Linked DNA regions of Mus musculus: region 2 is linked to region 1. Evidence: chromatin contacts called from public ChIA-PET data. All regions are on one chromosome and are shown on one strand. The core of a region is the stretch at or near the end of the contact, and the rest is flanking DNA. Distances in the headings are between cores, read along the strand shown. Region 1 holds the start of Ano10 (anoctamin 10). Region 2 holds the start of A730085K08Rik (RIKEN cDNA A730085K08 gene).

Region 1 (5,481 bases), core at 2,799-5,298:
TCATCAATTCCTATTATCCGTAGGTTTGGTCTTCTCATTGTGTCCTGGATTACCTGGATGTTTTGAGTTAGGATCCTTTTGCATTTTGTATTTTCTTTGACTGTTGTGTCGATGTTCTCTATGGAATCTTCTGCACCTGAGATTCTCTCTTCCATTTCTTGTATTCTGTTGCTGATGCTCGCATCTATGGTTCCAGATCTCTTTCCTAGGGTTTCTATCTCCAGCGTTGCCTCGCTTTGGGTTTTCTTTATTGTGTCTACTTCCCCTTTTAGTTCTAGTATGGTTTTGTTCATTTCCATCACCTGTTTGGATGTGTTTTCCTGTTTTTCTTTAATGATTTCTACCTGTTTGGCTGTGTTTTCCTGCTTTTCTTTAAGGGCCCGTAACTCTTTAGCAGTGCTCTCCTGTAATTCTTTAAGTGACTTATGAAAGTCCTTCTTGATGTCCTCTATCATCATCATGAGAAATGGTTTTAAATCTGGGTCTAGATTTTCGGTTGTGTTGGGGTGCCCAGGACTAGGTGGGGTGGGAGTGCTGCGTTCTGATGATGGTGAGTGGTCTTGATTTCTGTTAGTAGGATTCTTACGTTTGCCTTTCGCCATCTGGTAATCTCTGAAGCTAGCTGTTTTAGTTGTCACTGTTAAGAGCTTGTTCTTCAGGTGACTCTGTTAGCCTCTATAAGCAGACCTGGAGGGTAGCACTCTCCTTAGTTTCAGTGGGCAGAGTATTCTCTGCAGGCAAGCTCTCTTCTTGCAGGGCAGGTACCCAGATATCTGGTGTTCGAACCAGACTCCTGGCAGAAGTTGTGTTCCACTCACTAGAGGTCTTAGGATATCGTGTGGAATCCTGTGTGGGCCCTTGCGGGTGTCAGGCAACTCCGCTGGCAAGGTAACCCGGGGCTCGAGTCGAGCGGAAGGGGTTTGTGCCCCAGATCAGGCCCGGGTAGCCTGCTTCCCTATGTACCGCAGTCTCAGGTTCCGCGCGATTGGATTGGGGCCGGCACTGTGTTCCACTCACCAGAGGTCTTAGGATCCCGTGGGGGGTCCCGTGTGGGCCCTTGCGGGTGTTGGGCAAGACTCTGCTGGCAAGGTAGCCCGGGGCTCGAGTCGAGCGGAAGGGACTTGTCGTGTGTGTGTGTGTGTGTGTGTGTGTGTGTGTGTGTGTGTTTGTGTGTGTGCTTGTGGAGGCCAGAGGTCAACATCACTCACCTTTTCTTATTTTTTGAGACAGGCTCTCATTGAACCTGGAATTTCTTGACTGTCTGGCAAACCCCAGGGTCCTTCTGTCTCTGCCTCGCCTGTGCTGAGGTTACATACATGTGCTGCCTCCCCTGTGCTGAGGTTACATACATGTGCTGCCTCCCCTGTGCTGAGGTTACATACATGTGCTGCCTCCCCTGTGCTGAGGTTACATACATGTGCTGCTTCCCCTGTGCTGAGGTTACATACATGTGCTGCCTCCCCTGTGCTGAGGTTACATACATGTGCTGCCTCCCCTGTGCTGAGGTTACATACATGTGCTGCCTCCCCTGTGCTGAGGTTACATACATGTGCTGCTTCCCCTGTGCTGAGGTTACATACATGTGCTGCCTCCCCTGTGCTGAGGTTACATACATGTGCTGCCTCCCCTGTGCTGAGGTATCATACATGTGCTGCCTTGCCTGTGCTGAGGTTACAAGCAGGTGCTACACTCCCATCTTTTCCTGTGGTGAAGGGGATTAACTCAAGTCCTACCACAAACACCTCACCAGCTGAGGTCTTCTCAGCCCCTAAAACCTTCTTTAATTGGATAAATAGGTTCCATTTCTGATCAAACTGGAGGAAGCCCACTACGCCCTGTGTCTCACTCTTATTGTTAAAACATCTGACAAAATATACCAGCAATGAAGTAAATGGCAGCAGTGGACTGGACGGGGAACCCCAAAGTTGAAGAGAGATCAGTGCAGGGTAGTGAGCTTCCTCTTGGTTTTGTCGTTTTGTCTTTTTCCTTTCTCTCTGATACCTTTTTCCTTTTTCTCTTGATCTGAAGCCTGGCTGAAATGAGAGCTAACAATCAGAAATGATCAGGAAACAACTCCAACCACAGTGAGCAAGATAAAGCGAGGTGAAGTACCGACTGCTTTCCTGAGATTAGTTTATTCAGGAAGCTGGCGCCTAAGACAGGGAGAGAAAAACTGTCCTTTTAGAGCAGTGATTCTCAACCTTCTTAGTGCTGCAACCTTTTAACACAGCCCCTCTGCTCTGGTGACCCCAACCATGAAACTATTTTATTGCTACTTCATAACTGTGACTTTGCTACTGTTATGAACCATAATATAAATATCCATGTTTTCCAATGGTTTTAGGTGACCCCTGTGAAACGTCATTGGAGCCCTCCAAAGGGTCCACAACCCACAGGTTGAGGACCACTGTTCTAGAGGAAGCAACTGGAAAGAAGGACTCTTGGGAACATGAGAGCATGGAGCCTTGCAAAGGGGGTTGTTACATAGCAAAGAATAACTAAGACATGCCTGTCCTAGCCTGCTTCTTTGGTTGCTCCAATAAAATTTAGACCAGAACTAACGTGGGAAGGAAAGGGCTTATTTGACTTATAGTCCATCATTAAGGTAAGCCAGGTCAAGAGCTCAAGGCAGGGTCCTGGAGACAGAACTTGAAGCAAAGACTACAGAAGAATACTGCTGCTTACTGCCTGCTCTTTTAAACAGCCAGGTTCCACCCTCTTAGGATGGTACCACCCATAGTGTGCTGGGCCCTCCCACATCATCAAGAGAATGCTCCTCCCTACCCCCCCTCCCCCCCAACACACAAGCTCAAAGGCCAGTCTGATGGAGGCTGTTCCTTAATGTGATTTCCTCTCAGGCAACTATTGGTGTGTCAGGTTCACAAAAACTAAGTGGCATGGCACCATGACTCAGGCTCACATCTTGTACTTTGCTTTGAGATGGAGATTCACTACATTGCTCAGGCTGGTCTCTAGTTCCTCAGTTCAAGTGATCTTCCAGCCTCAGTCTGCTGAGTATCTGAGACTACAAAAGTGTGGGCCACCAACACAGCTTAACTAAATTTTGTTAATTCAGCTGTGATAAGATTACTCCCAAGAGGGCTGGGATAATCTCTTCCCTAGGATGCACAAGGCCCTGGGTTTAATCTCCAGTATAAAGACTATCTGAGCAAAAAGGATTTAATAGATATTCCATTAAAATGATTGTTTTTCAAAAAATTTCAAACATTTCCAATCAGATACCAAAGAATGAAGTTATATGCAAGGATGAATGTAAGTTCAGGGGCTGAGAAAATTGGAACTCTCCAACTGAAACCCACAAGTCTCCTGAGTCGTCAATTGACTCTAATTGTTAAAGTTCTGAAAGATTTGCCTTGGTTTTCAGAGAGAAGAGAGCTTCAGAATTCTGCTGAAAACCAGCCAAGAATTGCTCCTTAAGGCAGAGAGGGGGCTAGGAGGACAACCTCCAAACCGGAACACCCCCAGGGGTTGGGGTGAAGGCCTTGTCCCCTGGAGGAAGGCAAAAACTGGAAGGGTGTGGAGGGTGGAGGCTAGACGGTAGAGGGTAGAGGTGGGCAGGTGTCTGGATTCTGGTCTAAGAGATTAAGAAAAGGAAAGCGTAAGGAGCCTTATCCTTTCCCTTCCATTCCCTACCCAGCAAAGCCAAGACCCAGCCCGCACCCATACCACCACGAGGACCGCTAGCGAGGCCCCACCCCTCCGGATGAGGCTCCCTTTCTGCCGTGAGTGACAGCAACCCAAGCCCCACCCCACTCGCCACAGCCCCGCCTTTAACATGTCTCTCTACAACGACAGCTGATGAGGCCACGCCCATGCAGCACCACCACATCCCACCAAAATGAGAACCTTCATGGCCCCGCCCCTTCCGTCGCGGCCCCACCCCTCTCCCGAGGGTCAGCCAGTGAAGCTTCACTCTGACACCTCCGCCCCCCTTCCTCGGGACTTACAACTGTTAAGGCACCGCCCCTTTCACGGTGATCCCGCCCCCCACGCCGAGTGACAGCCGGAAGGCCCCGCCCCTCCCGGTCGTTGACGCCTCCTGTCGGCCAAGGCGCCACGCCCCGGTCGTGTATCCAGTCCGCCTTAGCGCCGCGGGCCTGGTTCTCCCCGCTCCCGCGGTCCCCGAGGACGCCGCGTGGGCGGCCGGTGAGTGGGGAGGGGCGCAGTCCGTGTGGTGGGCCCGCTGGGGATGCTCCCCCCCCGCGACAGGGAAAGAGCCACGGAAGCACTGGTCAGGGCTGGAGATCCGCAAGGGTGTGAAAGCCGGCGGAGGCAGGGGGATGTCGGCCGGCTCTGGATTTGCGTCAGGCCTGGAGCAGGGCCGTCTCTGACTGACCATGGGATCCCGGGGTGTCGGGCTGCTCTGATTGACACTTCGGGGAAGGTGCCCGGTAGCCTTGATTGTGTCACACCTCGCGGTCTCTCTAGGGTTGTGAACAGATCCGGTCTGAGGTTTCTGACCGGGCCCATTGTGCGCTTTCCGTGATAGGTGTCGCATGACTCCAGTGAAGGGTGCAGAGCCCTGTCCCTACCCGAAACCCTGTTTGTTCTTTCCCATAGCTGAGGCGGTGCGTAGACGGTCTGACTGAAGTCTCTTCAAGTTTGTTCCCACTCCACAGTTGAATCGCAATCCCTTAAACCCTGATGTTGTAATCGAATCCCGGCAGTTTTAAAAGTTTCAGGTGCACTGTGAGTGGCCTGGTTTCCATTTAAAGTCACAGTAACCTTAGAGGACTAGATATTTCTAAGGACTCTTTCTGTCTTTAAACAATTTTAAATGCAACCGTGCATCCCTTAACCAGGGTAAACTGGGAGGGAGATGCTTGCTGTTTACCTGGCATGAACGTCCGAGGGCACTCACACAGACAAAGAGGCTGTGACTTTACTAGGCATATAGTTTTGTTTTCTGGGGTTTTTTTGTTTTGGTTTGCTTTGGTTTGGTTTTTGGTTTTTAAAAATTTTTGTCTGTGCGTTCGTGTTATTGTGAGTGCAGGCAAACGGATACACACAGGCTTGTACAGGACAGAGGACACAGGTGTGGGCCCTTGCCTCCCACCGTGTTTGAGATAGGATGTCTTTGTGTCTTTTCATTTTTGCTGCTGTGCTGCCTGTTCCAGGCCATTCAGCCCTATGGCTTCTTAGGGTTTTACTGTCTCTGTCTCCCATATCACCTGGAGTTGGGATTACAGAAGCACTCTACTGCGTGCTGGAGTCCAAATTTAGGTCCTCTTGATGAGAAATGAGAGATGCAGAATATCAGACAGGCATAGACAAGGCCTGGTAAACTGTAACGAGTGTGCATTTGGATAGACTGTAGTGTGGTTGCGTGTGCGTGTGTGTATGAGTGTGTAAAGAGGAAAACTAGAAAGGTTGGAACACAGAAAAGAGGATAAAGTTGAGAATATAAATGCCCTGTAGGAATGCTCAGAACCCTATGACCTCTAGTAGCATTTTGTTTTT
Region 2 (5,828 bases), core at 1,244-3,743, 100 kb before region 1:
AGGGGATCTAGGCAGAAGGGGCTGGTCAGGGCAGATAGCAGCACAATCGAGGCAGTCCTCCAGGCTTATGGGGCAAGAGTTGCTCAGGAAGCCAGTCAGCTCATCTTCCTCTCCCTCTGCCCATCCGCTCTGCAGGCCAGCCTGACTCTGCTGTCTCCTCATCCTGGCCACCGCATCCTTGGCTAGTCTTGACTGACTGGCATATTCTTGTTCAGTGGGTGAGGTGGCTGCATTAGAAGTGGCTGGGACACGTCAGAAAACCTGTGGATTCTGTTCCTCCACTTTTGCTGCCAGGCACTGCGTCCTTCTCTTCACCTGAAAGCTTTTAAAAACCGCTCCCATTTTTCAAGACCTAAAAGGGCCAATATGGCTGACATGCCAACTCAGCACACCAGTGAGAAGCACCCAGGCTACAGCACACCCTTCTCCTCAGCCATTTCTCTGAATCCACAGTTTCTTGTGATGTCTGTGTCTCCTCAGCTTCAGTCAAGCAAGCTGTTACCATCTCCCACTGAGGCCTCAGTTCTCAGCAACACCTTAACCACAGGGAAATGCATGTGGAGGGGACAAATCCAGACCAATTTCTGCTTGGGAGAGGCAGAGCAGATAAAGCTAGACTTGAGCAATGTCGTCCAGAGGGAGTGTAGCAATCTCACACAATTGCAGTGCTGGCTCCAAAGGGAGAGTTTTTGTGAATATCCAACAGTGGGACAGGCCCAGAGGAACCCATGAATGTCATTAGGGATCCAGGGCTTGGGAGCAAAGATAGCTCACAGGTGGGCAGACCTGTGTACCCGTTATCCTCACCTTGTCGGGATGCTTGCTAAAATAGTGGTACATGCTAAAAGTATTTTGATTTTTGAATCAGGTTCTGCTTAAATGGTGGTAATGGTACCTGGCTCACACACTGCTACAAACTTAAGTAATGAATGCCTGTCCAGCCCTTAGCATGATGTGTGGCACATAGCTGTGGGTTTTCATGAGTTAAGCGGGCTCTGAAGGAAAACAAGGAGAAAGCTTTCAAACATAGTTGCTTGTTAACATGGGGTATCACTGTGAAGCTCTGGCTGGCTTTGGACTCAGTTATCCAACCAGCGTCTGCCTCTTGGATGCTGGAATTAAAGACGCATACCACCTCACCCAGCTCAAAAGTATTTTCTTTCTTTTTTCTTTTTTTTTTTTTGAAAGATTTATTTACTTATTTTTATGTAAATGAGTACACTGTCACTGTCTTCAGACATACCAGAAGAGGGCATCGGATCTCATCACAGATGGTTGTGAGCCACCATGTGGTTGCTAGCAATTGAACTCAGGACCTCTGAGGGCTCTTAACCACCGAACTGTCTCTCCAGACCCTCAAAAATCTTTTGAGCAGGGTTCACATCTTCAAAGTAAGCAATTGGTCTCTCAGCATAGAGCATCCAAAAAGAGGCAGAAGAGTCACAGGAGCACGCAGAGAGGATCCGCCTTGCCTTGGAGGGGTTTCTGTCTCTCTAAAGCCAGAAAACAATGTCACCACCCACCTAGCCCAGCATGGCTGAGCATGGCTGCCAAGATTTCAGCTCTAACAGGGTAAGGAGGGCACTCCATGGGACAGGAGGGAGGAAGAGACTCACACTCAGTGCCTGAATTCCAGGACTGACTAGAGTCCAGGAGTCAAGCAGTCTCAGAATCTCTGTTGACTGGCATAGCCAAGTGACTTTACCCACCAAGCCATCTTTCTGGCCCTGCTGAAATACTTTTATGCAAATAATAATGATCTCCAGGATTGCTTCTGGTTCCCAGACCCAGAGTATCACTTAGTTGTCAGCAGCAGGGCCTGTGTTCAAATTCAAGGTCAATTATTTTCAGTATCAATGTCCTCCAGAGGTACACAGCCCCTCCATTCCAACAGTACCAGCTCAAGGACAGACAGGAGACCTGGCCTGGACTGTTCCCCTTTCTGCCCCTAGCCCCAACCTACCAGTCTCTCCCACTCCTGCTAGGGGCTCAGAGCTCAGGCCCAAGCACAGTCTGGCTCTGACATCTGCTGACTGACCACCAGGAGTTTCAGGAACCTTTCTAAAGCCCAACAGACACCACCGTGGCCCCAGGAAGTCCAGGCAGGTAATATGGCAGAGAAGGTCCTTTGAATTGTAGAAGCTACTGGGAAGGTTTTCTTAAGCCTGGTGATTTTCTTCTTCTTCGTCTTCTTTTCAAACCCCTCTGAGAAGGGAGGAAGTTCATTGATCATACTAAAGCTGTGTGAGTTCCCTTGTTCTCTTTTCTGCAGCCAGATGAAAGTGTGCATCTTTGATGTGTGCGAATTAACACCTTCTTTGGCTCCTCCCTCCCACTGCCACAGCACTTTCAGTGAGAACTGCCTGGAGGCAGGCGCAGGCCAGAGCAGGGAGGAGAGCGAGCAAGCAGAGAGCGGGAGGAGAGCTCTCTTCCTCTTATACTATTTTCGGGAACTCATCCCAGAATAGGTGAAGCAAACTAGCGTCCTAATTAATATGCAGCCTTTTGGAAACAGGAAGCAGCACATTGCTCTGTGATCCCCTGCAAGGCTGAACCCCAGAACCAGGCCCAGACCGCTCTTCTCCAACCTGCAACCTCCCCAGCCTGGCTTCATAACAACCCTACATACAGCTGGAGAAGGTCAGTGGGGGAGGATTTGACTTTTGTCCTGGGTACATGAATGAGAAGGACCAGGGACCCAGGAATGGGGAGGATTGGGGGAGATACTACAACAAACGTGGCTAACAAGGAGAAGGGTTTGGGAAGTTCCTCTGCTGAGCCAATGCTAACCTGGAAGCTGGAGCTTCCCAGAGACAACATGGCTCTGTCAAGAGGGGCCATCTCCAAGGGCTTGCCAAGGGCTCCTTGCAGTGTCAGAGCTGAATTCTGAGCTATTTAGGTCCAAGGTTCTTTATCCAACCCACTCCTACCTGGAGCATCCATCCAGGTTCCTTACTCACCAGAATCTCCTCAGCGTAGTAAAGAGTCTGCGTATTCCAGACCCAGAGAGCTGCTTCTCATTTCTTGGGGATCCTTAGTCCCCAGATGGCATACTCCATGCCCTACCTCCATCCCCTAAGTCGGCTCAGAATTAGGTTTGCCATTAACTTGACATACAAGAGAAAGAGGAGTGGACCAAGAGGGTGACAGTGGCTGATGGACACCCTTCACTGTGTCTCTGGCCATCTGGAAGAGTGAGCAAAGGGAACCCCTTTATCCTCGCTTCTCCAGCCTCAAACCCCACTGTTACTCATGGTCTTCCCAGCATCTATCCTGTTCCGACCCCCAGACCACAGATGGTAAGTGAAGGAACTCAGCCATCCTCCATCTGGGCTGAACTGACACTTCTGGGTGGGCCACCTCCCACCATCTCCCACAGGGCCATTGGCCCCCGGGGGCACACACATGCACACTCACACATGTGGATGCCGGCACCACCTGAATAATTCTTTCTCACATGTTTGCAGATTGTAGTATTTGACCTTTGACACTTGGAATATGAGAGAATTCTGCTCTGGGGAAGCCATAAACCTTGGGCATATTAGACGTTAACAGGATCCCTCGATTTGTGCTGATGGAACTCAGTCTGGCCTGGGTGGTGTGCTCAAGGCATATCTACAGGATTCTCCTGTTTCATCTCTTGAGGCCCCTAAGAGGAGGCAGCGGTGTCAGGGCCATCCTTTCCTCCTCACAGTTAAAGAAACCAAGGCAAGTGGTTTACTCAGAGTCCTTCCTAATATAGTGTGGGTTCCCTCAGGGCTCCTGTTCAGTCCTGTCTTCCCCTGAGCCAGGGTCTTCACACCACAGCTCCAGTCTCCTTAGGGCCTTCTCACATAGAAGGCAGCTTTAACTGTCACAGTAGAAGTTCTGGAGACAGCAGGGAGTGACTGTTTAGGTGGCTGCTCTGCCCCAGACCTGGGGGTAGAAGTGGTCATGAGGAGGAGCAACTCCTGGGAGCTATGAGGTAATGACCATCTCTGAGTCACAAGGGCAGAACCAAGGCTATCTGATTTATCCACCAACACCAACACCACAGGCCTAGCCTCTCTGCGGCCTTATGGTGGACAGGCCAAAAGCTAGTTCTCAATGTGTTTTTTGTTAAAAGATTTAGGGCACTTGCAAGGGAGTCATGAGCCCTAGAAAACACCACAGTGTAAGACCTAAGCTCCACTCAGAGAGCCTAGCACACAGCCTCCTCTGCAGCTCCCTGAATACAGCCAGGAAGGTGGGTTTGGAATAAAGACTCTCCTATTCAAGCAGTTGGTGATGCTGCTGCCTGTGGGAGTGAGCAGCACTTCCTGAAGATCCCCTGACCCTTGTCCGAGGCTGGAAAGATGGCTTAAAAAAAAAAACAAAAACCTGTTGAGAGCACTGGTTGCTCTTACAGAGGACCCAAGTTTGGTTCCCAGAACCCACATGGTGGCTCACAACCACCTGTGCCTCCAGCTTTAGCAGATCTGATGCCCTCTTGTGACCTCTGCAGGCACCATACACACATGTGCAAACACTCATAAAATGAAAATAAATACAACAATTTTAAAAAGAAAAAAATCCATCTCTGTCTCTGTCCCTGTCTGTTTGTCTGCCTGTCTGTCTCTATCTCTCTGTATATACACATACACTCACACACTCACACACACTCAATCACACATTCACACACTCACACACACACACACACACACACTCAATCACACTGGTTCTACATGGGCTAATTCTCCACCCCCAACACTTTTCCTGTCATTAAAACTAACAATTTTCTCTGCATACAGAACATTCATAGTAGTCTTAGTGCTTTTTAGAAATTCAATGACTTTTCTTATCAATTTAATTATTTCAACACATTGTTCAAGTTAATTAACTTTTCAGAGTTGATTTAATTTTGTAGTCACAAAGGGTTTTAAGCTCAAGAAAACTGTTTTTTAAAGTCAATAATACAAAACGAGTGTGCTTGTTATTGAAGTTTGAGTTGTAAAAAAAAAAAAAAGAAAAGACATCTGCATTTTCCAATCAGTAAGCCAGCCACCACCCACATGTCGATCTCTTAATATTTTGTGTATTTCTTTTTGTGATTTATGCAAATTCGTATCCTTTTTCTCCCCTGACATCATGAATATTTTACAATACCATTAAAAATCCAGAGTGTGATTTCGTATTTGTGAGCTGTTTAGGCAAAGCCCAACTTGCCAACATTTAGCATATTCTGTTCCTTCCTTATCGTTGGGGCACAGAGACAAACATGTCTGTGTGAACCTTTGACCCGATGTGTCTATTTTCTCTGGCAGCTTCTTAGAATGGAGGTTGCTGGGTAAAAGGGCACAGGCTCACGTTTTGGAGTTTCTTGCCACCAGTTGCAAAGTTGCCTTCCAAGAAGGGTGGAAGAGTACAGTAGCCACCATGGTGGCTGCACATGGGTCTGCTGGATGACAGCTTCACTTTGCTTCTTTTGGTGATCTGAACTTCCCTCCTCAGCTGTTGTAAGCATGTGGATGGTCTGTCCCCATACGCACTGTGAGCTTTGGCATACCCCTGCTTACCTGTGGTAAGCTGTTCAGCAATGACTCGGCATCCTTTCATCTGTCACAACTTTACATTTTTTAAATTTACTTAACTTTAGTGTTGATGTGTGTGAGAGAGTGTATGTAAGCGCTCCACACACATGCACATGTGGGTGCTGGGACTCACACCGCATCCTGTGCAGGAGCAGCAAGTGCTCTTAACCGCAGCACCATCTCTACAGGTGTCTGTTACAGCTTTGACAAACATTTCCCTGTCATTAACTCTAGGCCTCTTTCTTTTGACTTATGAAGTTTTTTGATAAAATGGACAGT

The links. ChIA-PET counts read pairs in DNA pulled down with a chosen protein or histone mark.
Region 2: a contact with region 1 is called in an RNA polymerase II ChIA-PET map of memory CD8 T cells, with 37 read pairs. The contact joins the promoter of A730085K08Rik here to the promoter of Ano10 in region 1. A contact is called at or near these places in 2 of 115 datasets of contacts at active chromatin or transcription factors (extraembryonic endoderm stem cells and memory CD8 T cells).

Annotation. Positions count from the first base shown.
Region 1 is chr9:122,292,990-122,298,470 of GRCm38.p6, reverse strand. Ano10 (anoctamin 10) reads left to right here and starts at 4,048. Exons shown (of 13, transcript NM_133979.3): 1 at 4,048-4,167. It overlaps Gm26797 (predicted gene, 26797), which reads left to right. Exons shown (of 5, transcript NR_168548.1): 4 at 2,029-2,103; 5 at 2,345-2,561.
Region 2 is chr9:122,395,466-122,401,293 of GRCm38.p6, reverse strand. A730085K08Rik (RIKEN cDNA A730085K08 gene) reads left to right here and starts at 2,493. Exons shown (of 3, transcript NR_045967.1): 1 at 2,493-2,640.